Linked DNA regions of Mus musculus: regions 2, 3 and 4 are each linked to region 1. A link is a contact called in public Hi-C and HiChIP or PLAC-seq data. All regions are on one chromosome and are shown on one strand. The core of a region is the stretch at or near the end of the contact, and the rest is flanking DNA. Distances in the headings are between cores, read along the strand shown. Region 1 has its middle 100 kb from the start of Vav3. Region 2 holds the start of Vav3 (vav 3 oncogene). Region 3 has its middle 17 kb from the start of Vav3. Region 4 has its middle 48 kb from the start of Slc25a24.

The links. A called contact is a pair of places that touch in the nucleus more often than the background predicts. HiChIP or PLAC-seq counts read pairs in DNA pulled down with a chosen protein or histone mark.
Region 2: a contact with region 1 is called in an H3K4me3 HiChIP or PLAC-seq map of bone marrow-derived macrophages, with 4 times the contacts expected there. The contact joins the promoter of Vav3 here to the enhancer-like site in region 1. A contact is called at or near these places in 9 of 39 promoter capture datasets (the 3T3-L1 cell line, 3T3-L1-derived adipocytes, the HPC-7 cell line and 5 more), 1 of 15 datasets of contacts at CTCF or cohesin (CD8 T cells), 2 of 484 Hi-C or Micro-C datasets (cerebral cortex and neural stem cells), 8 of 115 datasets of contacts at active chromatin or transcription factors (CD8 T cells, acute myeloid leukemia, bone marrow-derived macrophages and 4 more) and 3 of 9 other capture datasets (adipose tissue, bone marrow-derived macrophages and pancreatic islet).
Region 3: a BATF HiChIP or PLAC-seq map of CD8 T cells shows a contact between it and region 1, with 7 read pairs. The contact joins two enhancer-like sites. A contact is called at or near these places in 2 of 15 datasets of contacts at CTCF or cohesin (CD8 T cells and the NIH/3T3 cell line), 2 of 484 Hi-C or Micro-C datasets (conventional dendritic cells and neural stem cells) and 2 of 115 datasets of contacts at active chromatin or transcription factors (CD8 T cells and bone marrow-derived macrophages).
Region 4: a Hi-C map of the MNK3 cell line shows a contact between it and region 1, with 2.4 times the contacts expected there. The contact joins two enhancer-like sites. A contact is called at or near these places in 5 of 484 Hi-C or Micro-C datasets (the MNK3 cell line, bone marrow-derived macrophages and cortical neurons) and 1 of 9 other capture datasets (bone marrow-derived macrophages).

The regions. Positions count from the first base shown.
Region 1 is chr3:109,235,831-109,238,389 of GRCm38.p6, forward strand. No RefSeq gene overlaps it. Among named protein-coding and RNA genes, the nearest start is that of Vav3, 100 kb to the right of the region's middle. Within about 2 kb of position 1,276, at least 15 of the 459 cell types and tissues checked have an H3K27ac peak or open chromatin away from gene starts, as enhancers often do. A contact at or near this core is called in CD8 T cells, the MNK3 cell line and bone marrow-derived macrophages, where this site is marked.
Region 2 is chr3:109,339,415-109,341,973 of GRCm38.p6, forward strand. It overlaps Vav3 (vav 3 oncogene), which reads left to right and starts at 1,269. Exons shown (of 27, transcript NM_020505.2): 1 at 1,269-1,828. The coding sequence starts at 1,625.
Region 3 is chr3:109,322,700-109,325,258 of GRCm38.p6, forward strand. No RefSeq gene overlaps it. Among named protein-coding and RNA genes, the nearest start is that of Vav3, 17 kb to the right of the region's middle. Within about 2 kb of position 1,267, at least 68 of the 459 cell types and tissues checked have an H3K27ac peak or open chromatin away from gene starts, as enhancers often do. A contact at or near this core is called in CD8 T cells and bone marrow-derived macrophages, where this site is marked.
Region 4 is chr3:109,170,240-109,172,798 of GRCm38.p6, forward strand. No RefSeq gene overlaps it. Among named protein-coding and RNA genes, the nearest start is that of Slc25a24, 48 kb to the left of the region's middle. Within about 2 kb of position 1,287, at least 25 of the 459 cell types and tissues checked have an H3K27ac peak or open chromatin away from gene starts, as enhancers often do. A contact at or near this core is called in the MNK3 cell line and bone marrow-derived macrophages, where this site is marked.

The DNA of each region.
Region 1 (2,559 bases), core at 26-2,525:
CATCATCATCATCATCTTGTTTATTTATTATTATTTAGAGTGGTATAGGAAATCAGAGACAGAGTAGAATGAAAGGGAACTGAAAAACATATAAACAAGGAAGAAAGGGGGAAAGAGGTGGCAAAGACAAGAGGAGAAGGAGTCAGAGGAGGGGAGAATGGAGGAGGGAATTGATTTCCTGAAGGCAGAGAACACAGATGGTGATGGGAAAGAGTCTATCATGGGCCCAGGGGAATGCACTCCCAACCAGAAGGTTTTCAATGAGCAAGCACTATTTTGAAGCTATAATGTAGGACCCAAGTATTTACTTGGACTATATTTCTAGACACTTATTATTGTATTTTAGTGGGATCTAGGGAAGATATTGCCAAGTATGTGCTGGTCCACTTTCTTGAACTAGTTTTGAGCCCAAACATTAATTTGACTCAGTGGTAAAGTACGAGGCCCTGGGTTCCATGCTCTGTCTCTAGTTCAGAAAACAAAAGCCAGAACAACAAAACACCTCCAACCCAACCCAACCAACAAAACAAACACACACCAGGAAACCCAAAAACCTCTCCTCTGGCTCTTTCTTCCTTATAATCATGTGAACTCCCTCATCCCAAGCTCCATGTTTCATTTTTATGATGGAAACTCTGGAAGCAGAAGCAGAGTATCTGTTTTTGTCACCTGCTGAGATGACACTAACTTGTCCCATATAACAATGCATCCACCTTCTGAGAAGTAATCAAGATAACAGAAACACCACTGAGTTGAGCATTAGTTGCCCTTAGAATCTGTGGAGTAACTTTGAAAATTTTGATTTTCTGATATAATTTTTACAGAATTCAGAAAAACATGGGCCCTTTGTACTCTCCCAAGCCTTTACTTTTGGTATTGATTCTTGATTTTGTGCATCTCCCTCCCTCATCCCCTCTCTCCTCCCCTCCTTCCTTCTCTCCCTCCTTTCCTCCTTCCTCCCCTCCTTTCCTTCTTCACCAGGAGCTTTTAAGTCTAAGTAATGTAGGGCTTTTGTGAAGAATCACTGATGTCTTCAAATGTTTTTCCACATATCTTGTCATAAATAGGATACCCAGAATTTCATACTTTAAAAACCGCTGAAACCTTCAGTGATCTTCAGAATATCCAGCCATATTTAACTTTTCTCTGAAATAACTAAGTCCACACTTGTGTGACCAACACTTTACAGGTTTCTTTCTTCTGCAGCAGTCTCCAAGGGACACAGTCACTTCCTGTGACATCCGATCACCAACCACATTCTTGCTTTGCAGAATCAGACCCAGGACATATAACAGGTGGTTTCCTGTACCTCTGAAAGATGAAGTCACCAGCAGGATGGGGAAGAATGGGCCGGGCACTTTGTCTTTGGCAGAAGGAAGTGTGTAATGGCTGCTGATGTTAATGGAGTGATCCAACTCTACCGTGCGTTTTTGAGTGTCCATCAGGAAGATAGTGGCTGTCATCCAGTTCTGTGCTCCATGTTGGACACACATGATGCTGCCACTTTCTTTGCATTCTTAGCACCTTTAATCCAACTCAACATGTTTACTTTGTGCAGGTTCTTGGCACTATGCAACCACAGATAGAGCCTTACCAGTGTATTCTGGAATCTTGCCATTTCTCTGTCTCCCATCTTGAACTTGGTTGTGTGTTAATGAGACACATCCTTTCAGCCCTGGATCTTAAGTGTCATCTTTCTGAGAATCACCCTACATTCACTACACTCTGTCACAATTGCTTGGCCTGTAAACTTCAGTGTGCTTGAGAACCATTAAAATAGTAACCATTAGATTGAAAGGTGTATGCTTGTATTATTGAAGCAAATAATGCTAGTGGCTATAATCAGATATACCACCAAATCCCAGTTATTTAATACTATTTATTTATATTATAGTATAATATTATAGATATATACTATTATTTAACTAAGGAGAAGGTTAATTCTTGCCCCTACAAAGCCCATCAAAGGAGATTTTTTTTTTCTATTCAGCTTTTTCAATAGGAACAACACAGAGAGTGGAGAAGATCATGAAGGTTTGAATGGACCAGACATAGGCTGGACTATGTTATATTTGCCCTTATTCCATTGGCCAAAACTCAGTCACATGGTGCTATTATAGAGAAGGAGGCTGAAGTATAAAGTAGCTGTGGACCTACGGGAAAGAAGAGGGAGCATTGACAAGTAGCCAGCTCGTCTACTGATGCGATGACTTAGTTACAGAAAACACAAAACTTGTTCAGAGTTCTCTAGTGGCCTTTTGTATGTTCTCTCCATTCGTGACCTATGGTGAGTTTAAGACCATACCTTTCTGATAATATTTCTGCAGACACACTTGGTGAAGTTGTGAAGTACAGACAGAATACCAGAATACCTCAGAATACTGTATTGTGGCTGTCTGTGTCTCTTCATTGCCTCTGTCTTGCTGATCCTGTATCATACCGGAGCCAACAGCTGAGGTGGTGGCATTTGGCCTGGGATCTAAACTTTGAGTTCCACAAGGGCACAGTCTGCTTCCTCAGTCCCAATCCCAGAACAGGGAAGTGATATCTTCAGTGCTA
Region 2 (2,559 bases), core at 19-2,518, 100 kb after region 1:
ACATTGTGCTATTGATGGACTCCACAGTGTGCACAGAGGAAGTTGCTGGGGACGGATGCATGCGAGGAAAGGAAATCCTTAGGCTGATTTATTATTGTTTAAGGCTGGTTGTGTACACAGCAGGCCACGCTTGCTACAGTCACGCATAAAAGAAGCGAACTTCTGTCCCAACAGATCATGTACTTTTTAAAAGTTACGTTTTGTCCTGTTTATAAAATCAATAAGATCCACAATCGAAAATTTGAGCTACAAATATCTAATGAAACAGCAGCAGCAGCAGCAGCAGCAGCAGCAGCAGCAGCAACAACAGATATAAAATCCCACCAAACTAGATTTCAATTAAAAAAAAAAAAAGACTAGCGAAGAGGGCATTTACAGGGAGTTGTCAGAGTTCAGTGAAATAATATATTACTACAAAAAGCTTATACACCCTTTTCGGCTTTGTAGGGCAGTGGGAATAAAAAAGACAGGGAGAACCTTGCCTCAGTATGACAGAGTTGACATGTGTGGGTGTGTGTGGGGGGGAACTTTCCAATTTTCCCCAGGGTTCTCCAAATATGCTGACCCAGTCTCTCAGTGTCTCGGTACTGAAGCGATTTGAGCTCAAACCTGGTGGCAAGTCACTGACGCATGCGCGCTCTTGCCTCTGTGTCACCGGCCAGTTTTCTTTTTTTCTCAGGCAGGATTTTGAAGATCAGCAAAAGGCGCTGGACTGCTTTAGTGAACAGTTCCAAGCCTGGGAGATATGCAAAACCTACTTCTTTCCCTCTACCTAGGCTGAAGCTGCAATTGTCCCCACGTCACGCACTTTCAAGGTGTCAAAACATTCTCAGAAGAAACTGACTTTCAGGAAGGGGCTGAGGATGGACCTGGAGGAGGCGGGACCAGGGGCCGATCACAAACTTTCCATGCTGCGTTCTCCAGCTGCGCGTAGTGCACATCTCATTTCTCCAGGCTCCCTGTGTCCCAGTTAAGCCTTGGCTCCTCTGAGACCCTCTTAATTTAAATCGCATTCATTGTTCAGGGTGTCCCCGGGGACACCCCTGCGAATCTCAGTGTTCAGCCACACTTCCTAGGAAGCCGCGCCGATGGGCTAATCCCTGGACGCCCCGGGGTTGTGCAAGCTCCACTCATCCGAGGGTTCACGGGCGGGCGGGGGCGCCGGGATCCCCTTTGTGGCCGCCGCCCCAACTCGGCCCGCTCCTCCCCCCAGCCGCCCCGCCCTCAGCCCCGGACCCCCAGCCAGGGCGGCGGGCACGCTCGCACCCGCGCCTCCGGGGACTCGCGGACCGCACAGACCGGCCAGGCGCGCTGGGCATGCTCAGTCGCGGGGCGCCAGGCTCGCCAGTCGGAAGCCAGTGCTCAGCGGAGCCGGCCGGGGCGCACCGAGAGCGCGCGGCACTCGCTGCTGCAGCGGCGGCCGGGCCGCGGCGCATCCGGGCGGGGACCCGAGGCGAGTCCCACGCGGCGTCCCCGAGCCGCCGGCAGCGGCGCCCGCTCCAGAAAGGCAAAGCGAACCAGGGGCCATCAGCGCGACTGGCGTCGGCGGGGCTCTGACGCTCCGCGGCGGCCACCTCAGAGTCGCTGCCCGCCCCGGCCGGGCCGGGTCCGGGAGCCGTCGGACATGGAGCCGTGGAAGCAGTGCGCTCAGTGGCTCATCCACAGCAAGGTGCTGCCCCCCAACCATCGGGTGACCTGGGACTCGGCGCAGGTGTTCGACCTGGCGCAGACCCTTCGCGATGGAGTCCTGCTCTGCCAGCTGCTCAACAACCTGCGGCCACACTCCATCAATCTGAAGGAGATCAACCTGAGGCCCCAGATGTCCCAGGTATGGAGGCCACCCCGCGACCCCGCTGCCCGTCAGAGGCTCCCATTAATCATCCGGATAATTTCTTTGTGTAAATGCAAACATCTAGGTGCGCTCCGCTTTGCCCTGCCTCTCAGTTCTCAGCTTGGGGGCTTTTCCTCACTTGCCTTGAAATGACTTAGCTTCTAAGCAGAACTAATAAAGCCTTGCGTCGGGAGATGGTGTATGGAATCCTAAAGGTTTCTGGGAGGCGGGAAGAAATAAGTTATCCTAGGGCGCGTTTCACCTTTCTGCCCCCCCCCCCCGTGTGTGTGTGTGTGTGTGTGTGTGTGTGTGATAACAAAGAGGGAGTCGGCTCTAAAATAACAATGAGAAGGGATGAGATGAAGCGGTGGGGTTAATTTTGCTTTGACTTATTTTTTGCTTTCATTTGGTCCTCACGTTCTGGAAAGAGGAACTGTGCCATAGATGAGGACTCTAGGAAGTGGAGGGCGTTTGGTACCGTTATCTGCTCAGAGGAAATAAACCAAGAGGGACACAGAGAGCCTTCCTGAAGTTCCCCACCCCGCCCCCTAAGCCCGTGGCCTGTTAGCAAACTGGAAGGTTGTGTTTATAGCTTGTCTGAAAACGTAAGGGGAGCCAGCCCAGCCTCCCTCACCGGTGGCAGGAAGTGAGAAGTTTTGCTGGAGACTCTGCTTTTTTTCATTGGGTCTTGCGATCAGGTAGCTTGGAGGCACTTGGGCTTCTGTGGC
Region 3 (2,559 bases), core at 17-2,516, 87 kb after region 1:
TTCTGAGAATACATTGTTTAGCAATTGACTGTATGTCTTGATCATTCCTTGTAACTCTCTGTTGAAAATTAGAGTATATATTGTCCTCTGCAATAATTAGATCAGGAGAGGGTAGCAATATGTTGTTTTGGTGTCTGCCTTCTGTACAGAAGTCATGGGGTTTAAAAGTCTTCATTCTTGACTATTTATTATTTAATTGAAGTTCCTAGTTAATGTTAAAAATAAACCAAGTTATAGTGGAATTTGAGGTGGGGTGGGGGGATGAGAAGTGAGGATGGAAGGTGGGATAGGGATGGGGTGAAAATGGAGGGTGGGAATGGGAGGTAGGGTGGGGGGTGGGGATAGAGGGTGGGGTTTGGGAGGTGGTGGAATGGGGGTGGGGTGGGAGAATGGGAGGATGAGGATGGGGTAGGGGATAGGAGTGTTCTAGTATTTTCTTATGGATGAAACCCCCTTTTAAATCTCATTCTGTGAGCACTTTGAATTCTAATGTGAAAACACACTCTTGATGAAAGCTGGCGGCGTGTTATGGAGCCAGGAAACTTACAAAATTGATTTTAATGTTTAAGCAAAATGGATTACTTTCCTTGACTACCGAGCCCAACATATGTCTGGTGTGCACTGAGATATAATCTACCGCTGAATACTTTTCTTCTTCCTCTTCCTGCAGTTGACAATGATGTCTCTCCGTAAAAACTGTCCAAATAATAAAGGAATTTTCAAACTCAACCACTTTTATGAAAGAGACAAGAAAAGGGGAGATTAAATAAGACAGTGACAATTGCCATCTGTGCGTAAATAAACATTTAAACTCCTGAATGTCTAAAAGAACAAGATCAAATCCTCAAACCTAGCACAGAATTTATTCCCTGTGTTAAGCCTTCTGCCTCCGGATAATACTTCCTTCTTGAGAGCCTTTGTTCAGTAAAGAGGTGACTCATTCTCACACAAGTACCTTTGTGGCTAGGGAGGTATCCTTTGGTGTACTAAAATTTTCTTCTAAACAAACAGAATCTAAATGAGTAAAAGGGACTTGATGAGAGGGAAAGGGGAGGAGAGGTGAAAGGGCAGGGGGAGGGGAGGAGAGAAGGAAGTAGCGGTGTGGGGGAGGGGAGGATAGGAAAGGAAGGAGTACTAAACCAAGCCTGTGGCATAGTTCATTTCCCCTCTCACTACCTGAGTAGAGAGGGTGAGACAGCAGGAGGGCTCACCCAGCTGGAGTGGTATTCTAAACCCTGATCTGTCACTCATATGTCTCTCCTATCTCAACTTCTGAAGCCTCCTGACCCGCGTACTAGAGGAAGTAGGGGAGCTTGGGTATTTTCTGCTCTGCTCCTAGTCAGTGCCTTTGATTTTTACTTTCTCCTTTATGGGCTCTGAATGAGTTGAGATCAGCTCAGCGGGGGAGCTCAAACGGATTCTGGGGACTCTCATTTTCCTCAGTAGCACTTAGACAGATAAAGATGCACTAGCAGGTGACAGCCTCAGGGCCAATGCAGGCAGGCCTGTCCTTGGGACATCATAGCAGGAGAGGAAGAACTCTGAGGTGCAGCAGTGGGAAGGGATAAGGAGTTGCAGCTGGTGTTCCTGGAGTTACCAGAGAGGCACCTTAGGGAACTGGGGACTGTTACTGACCCAATGGGCAACTTGATTGCAGTTTAGCATAGACAGAGTTCTGATGCTCACAGAGACAGCCCTGATAGGTAGGAAATGTGCTTCCTATACTTGACACTTTCCAACTACTTTGTGCTTTCATCCGGTCAGTGAGGAAAGCCATAAGGAGCCTGCCAACAGATATGCTTGTCTGTTTTATTTACTACAGAACCTCCAGCATTAGAGAAATCTAGACTGTTAACAAATGTCGCCTTACTACAAATTCACTTATCACAGACCAATTTAGAATCCTAGGAGGGGAACCAGTAGACTCAGACAAGGAAAATAAACTTCCCAAGCAGAGTTGGGGTTCACTCAGAGCCAAGGAGCTTGAGAGCTCCTAGTTCCCTGGGGAGGAGGAATTACGGGCCATCATGCCTGCACCTGCATGGAACCATTCTTCAAGGCCTAAATCAATATCTTAGAGAAAGGGAGATTGTTTGCCATGGAGTTACTTTGATTTGTGCCTGTGTGTATGTGCATTTTTGTGCACATGATAATATCTAGAGTTCCTTAAAGACAACATTTAAAGACTTTTTGGGCTCCAAAAGTCAGATCCTGACTTGGAGTTGGGTCTTAGTTGCTATCTAGAAATGACTATAGAAATGGCACAGCAGTAGTTTCGATCATTAACATGCCAAGTCCAGGGTATAAAGGACACACAAGAGACCAGCATCCAAGTGATCCTTTGGTGGGTACCGACCTGGATTGGGTGACACACTGTCATATGCAGGTTATTCTCCAATAATGTTCTGTCTCTCTTCCTGTCATTCCCGACTGTGAACAGTATCCCATACTCTATAATCTCTTTCTAGTGAGTTCTACCCATGATCATACATCCAACTTCCAACTGTTTTCTGTGCTAATGAATCTCAACCCTAGTCACATCAACCCTCCCTCCCCACC
Region 4 (2,559 bases), core at 37-2,536, 66 kb before region 1:
GAGATGACACAGGGCTAGAACCTGGCAATCTGTCTCCTTTGCTATCACTGGGTTTCCCCCTTTCCTCTGTGATGTTGAGAGATTTCCTTTGCTCGCTTCTCTGGGACCCTGACATCTACTCTACTGGGAGTGTATGTGTTCCTGAAGACAAAAGAGCCTTCCACTGAAAATGACTTCTGTTCCCACATTCACACGTCACAGAGGGGAGGGAATGCTAACTCGTCGTCGTGGCTGGAGATGAGAGAGATGGGAACATAGAGATACCAAATCTCAGACTGTCTCTAGGTTGCTGCACTGTGTCTCAGGATGAAACCTCTGTTGCCACACGGCAGGGAGCTCCGCACTCAGAAGGGGTCCTTACTAGCATTTGTTTAACATAAGCAACAGACCATTCTATCCACAGAGTGTCCAAATCCCCCGGCATCCCTGGTGTGTGGCGATGTGATGTCACAGCAGATAGCTCGATAGACAGCGTCCAGGTAGAAGAGCCAATGGAGGAAGAGTCCGCCCCCACCCACAACCCATCTATTAGAGTTGCAACTAGGAAGCAAACCTAGAATTGGGAAGGATGCTTCTGGACTGTGCTATCAAAGATATACGGTGCCTGTATCTCTTTTAATAGAAATTAATAGCAATCATTTAGTACAAGCTGGAAAAATACCACAAATGAAATGAGAAGAAATCAGGAACAGCCACGTGGGCTCTAGCTCTGACGTCATCAATTGCATGGGACTGTATCAGTCATCTCCAAAAGACGATCTGCATTATTTATTACATGGATGTGAAGAGTTAGAAAATGCTCTTTGCGTGGGAGTTTGCAACATGTATGTTACTTTCATCATCACGCCAGAGGCTAAGTATACTCCGTACCTCACACTGTTTCTGTTCAGAGTGGGAAAAAAAAAAAGCACCCAGGATACACAGGTTGCTGTCAAATAAAAACACTCCACTTTACACGACAGCGCTTCACCAGGAGGCTTCAACGTGGTGGTACTGTGCTGTTTCCATTAGTAGAAAAGAATATTTTGTGACTTGGCTTTGAATGCCACCACCACCTGGTGGTGTACTATTTATTCTATTAATCTACCCAGCATCAACAGAAGTTTGGACCGTGAAGCCCTGTTATATTTGGCTGTAGAACCACATATTTTTTAAAAGCTTGTTATTTAAAAGCAACAATCAGTCATTGTACATATTTATGGGGCCCAATGTGGACTCCACAGTTATTTCTTGAGGCCAGTAAGGGTTTGTTCACTGCACGTAACATCAGTGGCCTCTGTGTTCCACTAGGTGGCAGACGTCTCTCAGCGAGCGCCGGAGCCGTTTGGTACCTGGGAAAGGACAAAGCCTTCCAACTTTTGCTTTTTCCCTTTGCTATGACCTGGAAAATCACTGGGCTACCTTGGAGGCCGAATTTAGATTTCCTGCTCAAACCACCGTTACCCTATTTAGAGGAGTGAAATTAGGGTCAGCCTGTTACCATTCCAGGAGAGGAGACGACAGAGAAGCCTTTCATGGGCTCCTCTGAAGAGAAGGGCTTGTTCTTGCTTTTAACGATATTTTCCCCAAACCAGAAAGATGCCATATTTTAAAAGTGAAATTAAACACGATTGAAAGAACAAACAAGGCTGCTGATGTAGTGAGCTGTGGGTACACGTTCACAACCTGGCAAATATTGCTGGGATATTTATGTGGGTAAATATTTTTTTCATTTCCCAAAATCAGTTGAGAAGTGTCATTGTAACTCAAGCTTATGACACCAGTGTGGAAATAAAAATAAATTAAGCAATTAATAACATGCTCCCAAAATTTATTTTTTTCTGATCATTTTTTTTGGGGGGGTGGGATGGGGTTTTCGTTTTTTTCTACAGGAGTTGTAAGCATTGATTTTGTGGCATACTCTGGTCGATATGTTTTACAAGAAATAAGAATTGAGGGGCTGGGGATGGCTCAGTTGATAAAGTGCCTACTGTGTGAGTATGAGGACTTGAGACCCCAGCACCCAGGCGCAGCTGTCCAATGCTAGACATGGGCAGGTCTCTAGGCTTGCTGGCCAGCCAGTTTAGCTGAATCCCGGGGCTCCAGGTTCAGTGAGAGACTCACTCAAAAACTAAGGTGCAGAGCAATTGAGGAAGACATCCAGTGTTGACTTCTGGCCTCCATGCACATGTGCGCACACACCAAGTGCATACACACCCCGTGCTCCCATACCTACAGGGAAATAAAAAAGGGGTTTCTCCATAATAGATTCTTGCTGTGTTCCTGGAACACTAAGCTCAGTAGAGGAATTCATTTGGAAAATCACGCAACTCAAATTGCATCCTGTCGTTAACCTGGGATTCCTTTTGGTTCAAGAAACAAGTAGAAAAAGATATTCTGGTAGCTAGGTGTGGAGGGACAGGCTGAAGCACAAGTACTTGGGAATTGGAGACAGAGAGATTAAGAATTCAAGGTCATTTTTGGCTAGGTAGCAAGTTTGAGGCCAACCTGTGATACAAAACAGTATCAACTAATGACAGTAACAGACAAGTGAACAAACAGACAGAAACACCCAATAAA